Linked DNA regions of Mus musculus: all the other regions are linked to region 1. Evidence: chromatin contacts called from public Hi-C and HiChIP or PLAC-seq data. All regions are on one chromosome and are shown on one strand. Each heading gives the region's core, a stretch centred on a gene start, on an enhancer-like site or on the middle of the called end of the contact. The rest is flanking DNA. Distances are from core to core; before and after follow the strand shown.

Region 1 (3,305 bases), core at 484-2,983:
ATTGTAAAGTGCCATGTGGGTGCTGGGAATTCAACCTGTATGCTCGGTAACAGCAGTCAGTGCTTTTAACTGCTAGGCCATCTCTCCATCTCCTCTGTGGCATTATTAAGACATAATTTTTAATTTCACTGAGACATAACTTCTAAGGAAGTGATACATATTTTTTCACAGAGTACCTCCACATTAGGATTATTATTCTCCAGAAATAGCAACACCTGTCCAAAAGGCTATGCATGACCATCATTGCAGTAGCAAGTAACAGCCAGTACCTAGGTATAATCCAGATGGCATCAACAAAGGTTGCTAGGTATGTGTTGTCTGACTTACCAGCTTGCACCGTTTTGGAACTGGAAAAAAAATGAGCATTAAGCCAATACTAACCTGAAGTCATCTTCTTTCTCTTTTTCTTCTTGGGCTCCTTACTCCTTTCCAACAGGACCCCTTGTGTTTTCTCCTCATTTGGGGGCTCCTGGTGTATTTGCAATGCTCCACATTCATCTGAGACGGACTTCTTGTTTCCGAAGAAGTCTAGTCCCTTCAGGACCTCCAAAGACTCGGAATCGAATTTCCTTTTTCCTACCTAAAACCCCAAAAGTTTTAAATGAAATTTACTGCCAGAACTGTTTCCATCCAACCGTGACTGGCTGTACGGAGGACGCAGGTTCAGTAATTCGCCTTTTTAACCTTTTCAAACAAGATTCTGTTGAGCTAAGTAGTGTGTTTAGGCAAACAGAATCCTATCAACAACAACAATGAATATTTATATACATTTACTACACGTCAAGGATATTTATTAGATATTAAATTACTTCATCCTCACACCAACCCTACAAGGTAAATAGCAGTGAGACAGAAGAGGGGAAAAAAAAATCCAGGCACCAGCAAGTAACTTAGTGAAGATCTCAGAAGTATTCACTAGCAGGCCCTGCATTTGATCCCAGAAATCCCTGCTCCAGGGTTCAAATGTAACCACAACACTGCAGTCAGGACGAAGAAACACAGACATCACCCTCCACAAAGGCTGTATTTTACAGTAAGGCTTATGTTTAAAATGTTTCACAAGTGAGTCCCAACTGACTTCCTTTCATGCTCACTACTTCTTTAAGAAACCCCCCGCATATCAGGATCACACTTTTGGTTGGCTACTTAAAATGTGGTTGGTTAGAGTGATGAAAAAACAAAACAAAACACCCCAACTCTCCACTGCAGTACAGCTATCTGTACATTAAGTCAAACTTGGGTAGCTTACAGTGAAAGCGTGCTTTCTTAGTTTCTAAGAGGGGTCTCGGAAAGGATTCCAACTTTGTGAGTAAAGTAAGATACCTGGGAATCAAAATGTCTGTGCCAGGCTCAACTGAGTCTACCGGGGCTCAGTAAACAGTCCTTCAGAAGTCTGGGGTAAATCTTAGGTTAAGCTAAATCCCAGGAGGGAAATGCTTGGGGGTGATCGGAGCCTGGCCTCGGGGTCTCCAGCGCGCCGGCTGCCCGGTTGGCGGCGGTCTCAATCTCCGGATCCCGCCCCTTCTCGGTCACGCGGCTCCCCGCGTACAGAAAGTACCTGGAATCGAGTAGCGTCTGCTGAGAAGCGCTTCACGTCGAACTTGGCGCCGGCTCCAAGCCGGCGAAACAGGTCGTAGGAATCCATCTTTACCCAGAAGGCCCCACGGCCTCCCGGCGCCTGCGTTTACCACTTTCTATCCGCGACTGCTTCCGCACAGGCCGTAGCGGAAGTCGCTCCAGGAGGCGGAGCCTGGCTGTGATAGGCGTGGAAAACGTGTGAGCTGGGAATTCGTTCACAAAATCCAAAATCGACGCTTCTTGTGCGTGGGAGTGTGCTAGACGTTTAGTGATAGTTTGATGAGCAACACGCCAATATTCTGCATTTTCGGTTACCGTTTAGAAAGGACAGAGATACTATTAACCAGTTACTGTAACTGAGGAAAATGGAAAGCATCGTGAGGCAAATTAAAAGCTGTGATGGGTTGAGAAGGGGTAGAAGCTAGTTTAGTTAGATTGGTTAAATTCAATCAAATTTGAACTGAGAAGGGGCCACTTTCCCAAGACATGGGAACAGCATTCCAGGGAAGAGAAAACCCATCTGAAGAAGGAAACGGATCTGAAACCTTGTTAGAACAGAAGCCGATCTGAGTTGCTCTCCAGTGCCACAGAAAGAAGGAAAAGGGGGTGGGTGGGGGGAGGGATGAAGGAAGAAATGAAGAAAGGAAAGAAAATTGGAGTAGCTGGAGCTAAGCTTACAGGGGCAAACAAACCAGGTCTCAACGCTGTAACAAGGGCATGATGAAGTATTTAGGTTTTAATCTAAACATGCTGCAAAACCAAAATTCATGGAAGGAGCAACTATCTTAGTTTATCCCATTTGATTTTTAGATTCATTCTCATTGTGTTTGAACTACTCGACTTTTTAAGTTTTGTATAACCTGTCTTCTGGAATGTAAGTCCACAAACATGAAGATCTATTTTTGCTTTATGATTGTATCCCTGGTTCTGTTTGCTTTCCATAAATGTTTGATGAATGAATTCGTGAAAGGGCCATACATGATTATTTGGAGTTATTTGGAGAAGGGACATGGAACAGATAAGAGTAGAAATGGAGACTAAAGTAGCTGTTGCTTTTATCTGGGTTGATAGCTATTCAAATGTGGATGGATTTGGGCTACAGTTTGGATATAGAGTTTAATGTACCTGATGGAGTTTGTGTAGGGTGAGGAAATGGATCCAGAGGTAGCTAAATATTGTGGTTTGAGCTGGGATGATGGCATGCCATTTACTGAACTAAGAAGAAAGGAAGAGCAGCCTTTTGGTGAGAATGAGAATCATGGAATTGTTACGTTTGTAGACATGTAGATCTCTACTTGATTAAGTGAAGACATCCAATTAGGTACTTGGACCCAAGAGTCTGAAGCTCAGGACTGAAGGCTGGAGAAACAAAACTGGGAGACATCAAAATATAAATAATACAATGCATAGACTCAAACATCATATGTCCATATCATTTGTGGATAGATCTATGATATAGAGAGGAGAGGGGGAAAGTTCAGTTCTAGTGAGACTTTCATTCTCGAGGAGAGCAGATGTGGAGTGAGCATAAGATGTCATGAAAATCTCTTCCCTGACTCCTCCTTACAGCTAACAGTGGGGACATCTTACTCTTTTAAATATATTTACTCCCTCTCTATAAATAGTATTTTGAGGAGACAGGAAGATGGCTCAACAGGTAGACACCAACCCTGCAAACTTGATGATCTGACTTTGATCCTGAGAACCCATGCAGAAGAACAGATAAG
Region 2 (3,305 bases), core at 284-2,783, 200 kb after region 1:
CACTTTACATACATCTGACTTGTATAATAAGGCAAGAGCAGAGTGTTCTGTGCTCAAGAAAGGCTGGGAAAGTGTCTGTGATCTACTCTTCACAGACTTGAGAGCACAGAGCCTGAGCACTAACCATGGAAGTAAGGAAAGCCAGGGCAGAGCTAGGCATGCGCTCACTGGGCTGTGTGGGGTGGGGACCTGGGCAGGGCTTGGTGCTTCCACCTGGTTCCCAGGCTGGGGGAACAGACATGACCAGAGCAGACATGACCATGTCCTTCTTGATATATGATTCCACAGATCCAGGTCCTTTGGCAGCAATCTGCACAGAAATGACACCATGAACACAGACAGACCTCTGAGATATGTCCCTGGAAGGATGATTGGCAGTGAGAAAATGGGTCTGCTCCCAGACAGTATTATTATAGACTGTAGTGAATATATAAAATAATACAGTTACTGACATACCATAGAATATAAATGGGAATAATGCCTACCAAACTACTAATGGTATTTATTTCAAAAACATAAACTTACAGACAGAGCTGATCTTTTGACCTATAGTTTTGTAACACTTTAACTCTTGCATAAAATTGAAAGTTATAGATTAGCATGTATCATGTGTACATACTTGTGTGCACTGTGTGATAGTTCCATTCATATATACATGTAGTGATCAGACCAGGACCATCACCATGCGTGTCAAACACTGATCACCCTGTTTTGGGAACCTTCACTCTTTAATAGTCTTATAGTTACAGATAAGAAATTGGTGTGGACCTCAGAGTGAGGTAGTGTGCTGTGAGACCAAGGATTCAGTCTTCTACTGTGTTTTGGTGCTAATTGTCCAAACCCTTCCTCCCCTATAGTATTCCTAGATAGCTCCTGACAACCTCTGTTCTGCTCTCTACTTTCATGTTATCAACATTTTGTTCCTATAGTGAATGAGAACACACAGCATTTGTCTGCATAAGCCTGGCTTACTTCGATTAACACAGTGTCTTTTGGCTTTGGCCATGTCATTGCAGATAATAGTACATCAGTCTTTTCATGACTACACACAGTCCTACCACCAATATGTAGTTGTGTGTTTATCCACCAGTGGATACCTTGGTTGATTCCACATCCCGGCCATTGTGAATAATGCTGTAACAGGGACTGCAGATATGTTTTTGATATAATGATTTCATCTCATTTCAATGCCCAGCAGTGGGATTGCTGAATCTGATAGCAGTCTTGTTTCATGGTTTTGAGGAACTCTTGTGCTGTTTTCTGTAATAGCTGTACTAATTTACATTCCTACCGAGAGTGCCCAAATGGGAGTTCCCCTTTCTCCACAGCCTCACTAGTTTTGCTATTTTGGGGCTTTCTATAAAAGTTGCTCTGACTGGGGTGAGATGGTGTCTCCTGTGGTTTTGATTTGCATTTCCATGATTTCATCACTTTGTTTTGTACCTATCGATTCATTACCAAGGGCCAACTAAAGGCAAAAACTGCTTTGTGTCACTACAGCTCTAAACCCCAGTCAAGGGCAGACATCTAATATGCTGGGTCAAGGCCTCTGTCCTTATGTTGTTGCAATAGTAGAAATGCCGGAGTCTCTTCTTGGCAGTGGGTGCTAGGTAATGTATTTGAGAAACAGAGACAAGGGGCAGGGAGCAAGGAGTGGTCCTTGTGACACACATGTGTCCTCTTGAAGAAATGGCTTCCCTCGCTTTAATATTTGTCTGCTTCTGTTACTTATACTTAGAGAATCAACTATCAAGTTTAAGCCTTTCATTATCCAATCAGATAGTTATGGAGGCCCTACCAAAAAGAAAAAAAAACAGAGAAAAGAAAAAGATAAGGACTTTGCATCAATTTGATAGCATGAATGATATGAAGAAACTACGTGGGGCAGGAGAGAAAACCTGAAACATTTCCCGTGGACAGCAGAGAGTGACAATTGGGGATTGTAGTTTATAGAACAGCTATGGTTGTGGTGCATCTGTTCAGAGAAGGGAGGGGGAAAGGTACTAAAGTAATTGTATAGGGGTGTGGTTTCTGCCACACTCTTTCCCCAGTTAGCTCCCAAGTAAACAACACAAAGACATCAGAATTTTTTAACAACCTAAACTGGGCAGGTCCTGAGACTATTATAACCCTAATAGGCTATTAATAACCAGATAAATGCTGGATTACTTGCCAGCTGAGCCTTGATCTGTTCCATATTTGTCTTCAATGTGAGTTTCTTTTGGCCAGTTGCTAATGGTTCTTCCTCATGGTCTATCCTGCCTCATGACAACCGCCTTCTTAGCCTACCGTTTTCCTTCTCTCGCGGTCCCTACCTGTGACCCCCCCCTACTCAATCTCAAGTCCCACTTTTCTCTCTCTCCTGCCCAGTCACAGGCTCTAGCCTTTTATTATCAAATCAGAGATAATTCAGGAGCATTCTTTACAGCACATTGGTGAATAGAATGACCATATCCAGACTGCAACCCCATCGTGGGGCACAGAACTCAGCATTTGAATACACAGTGCACAAGACCAACCTCAACAAAAAGTTGCTGGGGAGAATGGGAACAGGAGGGAGAGCCAAATTAAAGAGGAGCTGCCAACCAGTCTTTTGGGGGTGCAGAGTAGGTCAATGTTTTTATGTTCCAGCATCAGAGAGCAAGCACAGGAAGTATTATTCTGATAGCATGCAGGAGAAGTGAGCACTGTGTCTATCAGTAGAGAGAGACACTGGCATCCTCATGGTGTTGGGAAACCAGAGTGCACACACGTGGTCCTGCCACACCCACCCGCCATGGCCTAGCTATGAGGCTCCTGTGTCTAGGGGGATGAGGCCCAGGTTTTCTGAGTTAATGCTCATGGCTAAATGATGGCTTCACCTTACACATACTTTTTATTTTTAGACTGACAAGATGCTTGAGGAGTGGACTTGTCATCTACAATTCCACTTTCCTGACCATGGAGAAGGAGAAAGTGTGAGGCAAAAGAGAGGATCTCCTTGTCATGGCTCCGCAGTGCTGGGGTGCTGCCTTCCTAAGGTATCTGTGATTTTCCTTTACACAGTTAAAGAGATGACCACGTAGAAGCCAGAACATATCAAACACACAATGCGCCAGGGCTAAAAGTCTAATCTGCTTCTCAATTTCTGATTCATTGCTTCCATCCAGGTGACAGCAATATCACTTCTGAGAAGAGAGGGAAGTCACAGCTTTCCTTGCATCCGAGCTCCCATGCGGACAGTTGCTATTTTAGAGGGGCAGAGGACACTCAATGTGGGGTCATGATGGATGGAGTTGGATGATAAAAGCTCCTATTAGGGTCCA
Region 3 (3,305 bases), core at 450-2,949, 160 kb before region 1:
AGCTTTGGCCTGTCTGACTTGTGATGATAGTAAGAATATAGAACACATAATAGAACTTGGGAAATATCCAGGTAGTTGATTAATAACCCTGGTCTCTTTAGGGAAATAGTACACAGACCTTGGATTTCAATTGTAACTGCAGATACTGTTCACTGTCATTTGTTAACACACAGTTAGGAAATGGTCAAAAGTGTATTTAGACCAAAATTGGGGGTTCTTATTTCTCAGAACTGTTGATTTTAAATTACATTATTGTTATTATTTAGGTATACATTTGTGCTCCTGTGTGTATGCCTGTACACATATATCTGGAAGTCAGATGGCAACCTTAGGAGTCATTCTTCAGGTGCTGCCCCGTCTTTTTCTTGAGACAGCCTCTCACTCTAGCCAGAACTTGCCAGGTAGACTAGACTAGATGCACAGTGAGCCCTGGGGATGTGGCTGTCTCCAACTCCCCGAGAATTGTAAGTATGTGCCACCACGCCCAGCCTTTCTTTCAAGTGGGTTCAGGTTAAGAGCTTTACCGACTGATCTGTTTCCCCAGCTCCGCTTCCCATGTTAGAAATGGAGACAGCGTCTTACATAGCCTAGAGTCCCAAACTTGCCTTATAGCCAAGGAGAGTTTTGGGTTTTTTTTTTTTGGTTTTTCAAGACAGGGTTTCTCTATGTAGCCCTGGCTGTCCTGGAACTCACTCTGTTATCAGGCTGGCCTCGAACTCAGAAATCTGCCTGCCTCTGCCTCCCAAGTGCTGGGGTTAAAGGCATGCACCACCACCGCCCAACTTTTTTGTTTGTTTGTTTGGTTGGTTGGTTGGTGTTTTTTTTTTTTTTTTTTTTTTTTTTGGCAAGGATAGTTTTGAACTCCTGATTCTATGTCCAGCTCCTGGGTGCTGCATTTACTGGGATGTGTCACTTTCCTCCACACTGGAGACTGAGTGTTGTGAACTGTATGATACACAGATAACTGCTCTTAAAGAGACTATTTGGGAAGCACTGGAGATCAAGGGCGTGTCTTCCTGGCAGCACACTGTCAGTACCTTGTTTATGGCTCTGAGCTCTTTGAGTAGCCTTTCTGACAGCATAGCCATGGCTGACACATGCTGTCCCCAGCAATCTCTCAGAACAATAACTAAAGTAGTCCAAGAGCCCAAGAGACTCAGGAAGGAACAAGAAGGAACGTTTAAGCATACCTGGCACACGGAGGGGCACAGATTGGTGGGAATCGGGACATTGATTCAAGCTTGGGCTTGCTTCTGAGTCACTGTGGAATCCTGGGCAAGTCCTTGGAGTCCTGTTTCTTTGTGTCCCATATCAGTGAAGAATGACACCAATTAGTCAGGGTGTACATGTGTCCAGTGGATGATGGTGTGCAATGCAGGCTGGTGTTATTATTCCATACCATTGTACTTCTAATACAGCTGGGCATTAGCAACATTCCTTTCAGACTCCCTCACTCATAATACTGAAAGGAATTTGGGCTGATGCCAACAAGCTTTCTTTGTGTCACCCAAAGATTTGTGTTGATTCATGGAATTTATCCAATAAAGTCAGCTTTGTAGTCTATTATAGAGTCATGGGTGCAATAGAGTGATAGTTAATTACATTCCAAGTATACCAGAAGGTTCCTACCATGGGTCCAGGAAACGCATGTCCCGTACAGCAATGTCTGAGGAAAATAAGGAAGTTCTGTAGTCTCGTGAGTGGTACTGTCTCCTACCTTGTTGACATAAGCTATTGCTGGTGCAGAAAGAAACGAGGACTCATTAAGTCTCCAGTCTTGTGACACTGTGAGATTTCCAGGCAGATGCTTAGTGAGCCGGCCCACTAGGCTCACCTCTTTTTATCTGCGGAAAAAAATCTCTCTAAATATGTGGACAACCCCTTTCTTAAAATGTCCCAGGGTCCTAAACTTATGGGTGGATCGTCTTTCTGGTTATTGTCCTATAACCCAGGGAAGTGAAGGCACCAGGCACTGTGGGCTGAGTCAGGGTTTGCAAGGCTTCTCAGGGTTATATGCTAGCATAGTTTGCGCTCCCTCTGGCTGGTTGGTTTCAGACTAACTCTGTCGCCAAGGCTGACTTAGAACTTGCCCTGTGGATCAGGCTGTCCTGGAATCCTGCTGTGTCCGTCTGTTTTCACACACTGATACTTCACTCATGTGCCACCATGCCAAACATGCATGCCATCTCTCTGTGAAACTTCACTTCATCAAGGCTCCTCTGCCAGCCATGGACCCCCTTTATTCTCCACAGTGTATTTCTTCTATTTAAATTCCCAGCTTTTAGACCTTTAACTGTATACCAGAGGTCCAGCAGATCTTTCTGCATTCACTTGTTACTGTCTCTCATTTTATAGAAACCAGTTGTATATGCATAGGTAGAAATGCTATAATAATACTAACATTAATACTACTATTAATAGCTAAGATATATTTCATTTACTGTTTGCCAGGTGCCATTTTAAGTCCTTCACATATATGAATTTTTTTTCTATTGGAACAGGGTCTTGCTATGTAACCTAAGCTGCTCTCAAACTCTTTTTTTTCTGTTTTAGCCTACTGCATGGCTTATGGTATGCACCACTTCACTTAGCTCTGTGAAGTCATCTAATACTTACAAGACCCTCTGAGTTGAGAGTTACCATTATTTTGGCTTTACAGATGGAGAAACTGGAAATTATATACAAGCAGCAAGTAGCAGAACCATTCTCAAGTCTGTCCTTAGCATTGTACAATACCATCAAGATTTTGTTGGTTTTGAGGGTGTTTTGCGGGGGTAATTTATTTAGTTCTATGTGTGTGGTATGTGTGTGCATGTGTGTATGCCATGACACTAATATGGAGGTCAGAGGACAACTTGTAGGAGTTGGCTCTCTTCTTCCATCATGTGAATTTCAGGGATCAAAGTCAGATTGTCTGGTTTGGTGGTATGTGTCTTTATTACTGAACCATCTCAGTGGCCCCTCTTTTTCGTTTGTTTTTGTTTTGTTTTGTTTTTTTGGTTTTTTGTTTTGTTTTGTTTTGTTTTTTTGGTTTTTTGTTTGTTTGAGTTATGGTTTTACACTGTAGCGTAAGTTAGCCTCAAATTTAAAGCTGCTCTTCTGTGATGGCCTTCCGAGTGAGTGCTGGGATTAGAGGCAAGAGCCAGTACACCTACGACATCCATCCTTAATATTTTTGTTGCTGTTTCTTTCCTTAGCTCACATTTGTAATCTTATATAGCTGCACCACATGGAGAAGTGGGAATAGACAATGTTCTCTTTTTACATTAAAAGAAATATGTAAAGTTAAGTAATTTACCTCTGGC
Region 4 (3,305 bases), core at 233-2,732, 140 kb after region 1:
AATGAAAAAATTAGATCACAAAACTAGAGGAAGGTCAGGGTAAGGACAACACAGGCATTGACCTCTGGCTCCCATCCCATAATTTATCTCAGTTGGTATATTAATAACATTCAATTGGCAAGGGAGGTTGTTGTGGCCAAAATTTCTGACAGAGGCAACCTCGGGGAATAAGGACTTATTTTAGCTCACAGTTTGAAGGGACATAGTCACTGACATGAAGGGCATAAAGAAGGGGCCGCAGTAGGAACCCTCAGTCTGTGCTGGTTGGAGACCTAGAGCAGCTGCTTGTTTCCTGGCTGCCTGGGATTCAGAGCTGGGCTATCACCAGCAAATCACCTCCAATCACCTTTGGCCACCAAAGGTTTCACAGCCTCCCTCCGCGCACGGTGCCGCCAGCTGGGATCAAGGGTTTGGCACATGAGCCCATGGGAATTTTTTTCAGATTCAAAACCAGAACACTCTGCCTGTAGCACCTGTAGGCCCACGGTCATCTCCTAACACAAGATACATTCAGTCCTACTTAAAGAGTCTCCACAAATGCACTGTTCAAAAGTCCAACGCTCAAAGCTCTTCTAAAAGACCTTAGCCGTGAGTCGCTCTAAAATTGGGGGGAAAAAAAGTCCACCTCAATCCAAGGTACTTATTCTAATATTCAATGGCACAGAGCGAGCACTTTGCACCCAAATATGGAGATTGGGGGCATATCAAGGAAAGACCTGATTAAAGCAAGACCGAAAGAAACCCAGCAGGGTACACATACTGTAGTCCCATGTCTGCCCTCTGGGGCACACGATGGCAGGATGAGACATCCATCAGGCTTGGGGAGCCTCACCCCTGTGGCTCTGCCACCTGCAGCCATGCCTGGCCTCCCTCTCAGGCCAGTTCCACTTAGAGCCTGCTACTTTCCCTGGTCCCAGAATTTCCAGGGGTCCTCTACAACTTGGGTTGACTTTTGAGGCTTTGTACACTGAGTCCTCTGGATCTCCCTGCCCCTACAGGAAGCCTGACTGTGTTCATCACCTAAGGACAAGGCCTGGTTGTCCCTTGCTAGTGCGTATCTGGAAACCCCAGTATTCAGGTTGTGGAGGCAGAAGTGTGAGCCTAGGCTACACAGGGAAGGCCGGGCCTTAGAGAGGGCAAAAGGACAAGCTAAAGACAGCTCAAGAATTTAGAAAATTTACCTATAAAGTAGAAGAGAGGTGCAGAACAGGGAGCCAAGCTAGTGAAGCCAAATGCCACCATACAACAGCTCATGTCCCCGGAGAACAGCTGGAGGGGGTTGGGGACACAGCTGGAGCAGGCATGGGAGACCTTTTTGAATACTATCACTAGTTTCTACTTCGGTAGCCTCCAATCCGTTTCCCACAATGCGGCTCCAATGAGCTCAGTCACGTTTTCCAAGACCTTCCTTGCTCTCTCCGTTTAGCATCCTGAAGTGGCTCCTTGTGGCTTTCAAAATCAAATCTAATCTTCCGTGTGTATAAAAGGCCCTTTGTTACTGCCTCCGTGGCTTGCCTCTTCATCTCCGGCTGGTTGAGCCTCCCCAGCCTGTCTGTATTCCTCATCTCTAGCGCTGATACAGCTTCACTCAATTATTGACTCGTTTATCTGTTCTCCCTAGATTCTCATCTCCTTGAAAAGAGGATCTGAATTCGAATTGCTGTGGCAGTCGGACCGCCCAGGCTCCAGGCTCCGCTGCCTCTCGTGCTACGCTATCTCCGAACCCCAGTCTGTTTTCCCACTTGCCGTCTGGTATTTTTATCTGCGGCTCATGGCATAGAAAAGGTCCTCAAACAATGTGTGCAGAGTGATTCCATGCAGATCAGGGAAGGAACTTCCTGGGGGGAGTAAGGATAGCCTGCTTCAGTCTGTCAGGATGTTCAATTCACTTCCGGAGCAGGGGTCCGGTCCTTCTGCTCGGTCTGTGTGCCTTGAGTGTTGTGAGGATGGTCCGAAAATGTCTCGCTGTTTTCCCTCTCATGATCCACGTGTTCATCTAAGGCAGTGGTTCAAATGCTGCGACCCTCTAATTCCTCACGTTGTGGTAATCCCCTCAACCATACGTTTTTTTGTTACTTCATTTTAATTTCGCTATTGTTATGAATTGAAATGCAAATACCTGTTTTCTGACTGTCTCAGGTGACACCTCTGTGAAGGGGTTGCGGCCCACAGGTTGAGAACCACTGACCTAAGGCCTTCAGACACTCACTGATCATTCTTTGATTTTTATTTTATTATTTTTTTAAAATTACATTTGTTTATTTGCCTTTGTGTATGGAGGGGGCCTGCCACAGAGTGTGTGTTAAGGTCAGAGGACAACTTGTTCTTGCCTTCCACCAGATAGGTCCTAGGGATTGACCTCGGGTCCTCAGGCTTGGCAGCAAAGACATCCTGCTGGCTCCCTCAGAGACCCTTCTTATAAGGCTGGTAAGCAACATATTCCTTTAAGTCCCAAAGTTTTCTAAGTGTGAGTCTAATTAATTATCAGCCCCTGAGAGGAGATGAGTATGTAGCTCAATGGGAGAGCATTTGTCCGGCATGTGAAAGGCCCTGGGTTTGGTTCCCAGCTCTATAAGGAAAGGGAAAGAAGGACCAGGGGAGGCACAGGAATGTGTGCCTGTTCCACAGACGGCAACCTCGTGATCTTCTCTAAAATCCTGAGAGCCCGAAACCTTAAACAGCTTGTCATCACTCGACCAAGAGGCCCCTGCGCCACCAGAGCCCCACTCCCTTGTCAAATGAAGCTTATCTTTCTTTTTGTCCCAATATTGAAAGCAGAGTCCTACAGGGCTGTTCTACTTTGAATGGGTTTCGGGACACAAGCAAGTGGATTCCTCTCAATGTGTCAGCAGATGTATGCGGTAAGGGATGGGTGTTCTGCCACGCATCCTGTAAGAAGGCAGACATAGAAGCTTAAGACTGAGGCTTCTGACCCTCCAGCTTTCCTCCTCTTTAAAGGAGAGTAGTCCTGTAGCAGAGCTGGCGTGACTAGGTGACTTCCCATGGGCCCCTTCCTGGTGAATTTTCTCAGCTTGCTTCTTCTGTCTTCTCCTCTCTCCTGCCACACAGTGTTCACACAGGTAGAGCCTGCTAGAGTCGCACCTGTGACACATGGTTGTGTGGGCAGTATAGTGTGAGTGACCCTGGGTTGGGGTGGGATGCTGTGCATCTGAGGCTGTGTTGTAGCGTTGGTCTTTTCTAATGACGCTGCAGAGATCCTGTGGTCAAGGAGGGAGAGTAGCCGATGCATGTGGAGAAAGAACCCAGGCTTCAGGTCAATTTCTTGCTTTATCTACTCCCCCCCT

The links. A called contact is a pair of places that touch in the nucleus more often than the background predicts. HiChIP or PLAC-seq counts read pairs in DNA pulled down with a chosen protein or histone mark.
Region 2: a contact with region 1 is called in an H3K27ac HiChIP or PLAC-seq map of microglia, with 3 times the contacts expected there. The contact joins the enhancer-like site here to the promoter of Ddx52 in region 1. A contact is called at or near these places in 6 of 39 promoter capture datasets (the C10 cell line, hematopoietic stem and progenitor cells, liver and 3 more), 2 of 484 Hi-C or Micro-C datasets (cortical neurons and double positive thymocytes), 6 of 115 datasets of contacts at active chromatin or transcription factors (the 230-238 cell line, bone marrow-derived macrophages, forebrain and 3 more) and 3 of 9 other capture datasets (adipose tissue, liver and macrophages).
Region 3: a contact with region 1 is called in an HNF4G HiChIP or PLAC-seq map of pancreatic cancer cells. The contact joins the enhancer-like site here to the promoter of Ddx52 in region 1. A contact is called at or near these places in 5 of 39 promoter capture datasets (the HPC-7 cell line, embryonic stem cells and liver), 13 of 484 Hi-C or Micro-C datasets (embryonic stem cells, extraembryonic ectoderm, liver and 1 more), 4 of 115 datasets of contacts at active chromatin or transcription factors (bone marrow-derived macrophages, embryonic stem cells and pancreatic cancer cells) and 1 of 9 other capture datasets (pancreatic islet).
Region 4: a Hi-C map of extraembryonic endoderm stem cells shows a contact between it and region 1, with 4 times the contacts expected there. The contact joins the enhancer-like site here to the promoter of Ddx52 in region 1. A contact is called at or near these places in 30 of 39 promoter capture datasets (the 3T3-L1 cell line, 3T3-L1-derived adipocytes, the C10 cell line and 18 more), 6 of 15 datasets of contacts at CTCF or cohesin (the NIH/3T3 cell line, large pre-B cells, liver and 2 more), 154 of 484 Hi-C or Micro-C datasets (the 3T3-L1 cell line, 3T3-L1-derived adipocytes, the 4T1 cell line and 101 more), 54 of 115 datasets of contacts at active chromatin or transcription factors (the 230-238 cell line, the HPC-7 cell line, the SCID.adh cell line and 38 more) and 5 of 9 other capture datasets (adipose tissue, embryonic tail, liver and 2 more).

The regions. Positions count from the first base shown.
Region 1 is chr11:83,940,518-83,943,822 of GRCm38.p6, reverse strand. It overlaps Ddx52 (DExD box helicase 52), which reads right to left and starts at 1,733. Exons shown (of 15, transcript NM_030096.2): 1 at 1,559-1,733; 2 at 382-580. The coding sequence starts at 1,645.
Region 2 is chr11:83,735,504-83,738,808 of GRCm38.p6, reverse strand. No RefSeq gene overlaps it. Among named protein-coding and RNA genes, the nearest start is that of Wfdc21, 9.8 kb to the left of the region's middle. Within about 2 kb of position 1,533, at least 57 of the 459 cell types and tissues checked have an H3K27ac peak or open chromatin away from gene starts, as enhancers often do. A contact at or near this core is called in the 230-238 cell line, bone marrow-derived macrophages, liver and 1 more, where this site is marked.
Region 3 is chr11:84,099,520-84,102,824 of GRCm38.p6, reverse strand. The region is part of intron 8 of Tada2a (transcriptional adaptor 2A); the gene reads left to right. Among named protein-coding and RNA genes, the nearest start is that of Tada2a, 28 kb to the left of the region's middle. Within about 2 kb of position 1,699, at least 21 of the 459 cell types and tissues checked have an H3K27ac peak or open chromatin away from gene starts, as enhancers often do. A contact at or near this core is called in pancreatic cancer cells, where this site is marked.
Region 4 is chr11:83,803,013-83,806,317 of GRCm38.p6, reverse strand. Gm38934 (a long non-coding RNA gene) reads left to right here. Exons shown (of 3, transcript XR_880088.2): 3 at 1,622-1,945. Among named protein-coding and RNA genes, the nearest start is that of Gm38934, 6.4 kb to the left of the region's middle. Within about 2 kb of position 1,482, at least 4 of the 459 cell types and tissues checked have an H3K27ac peak or open chromatin away from gene starts, as enhancers often do. A contact at or near this core is called in the N1E-115 cell line and extraembryonic endoderm stem cells, where this site is marked.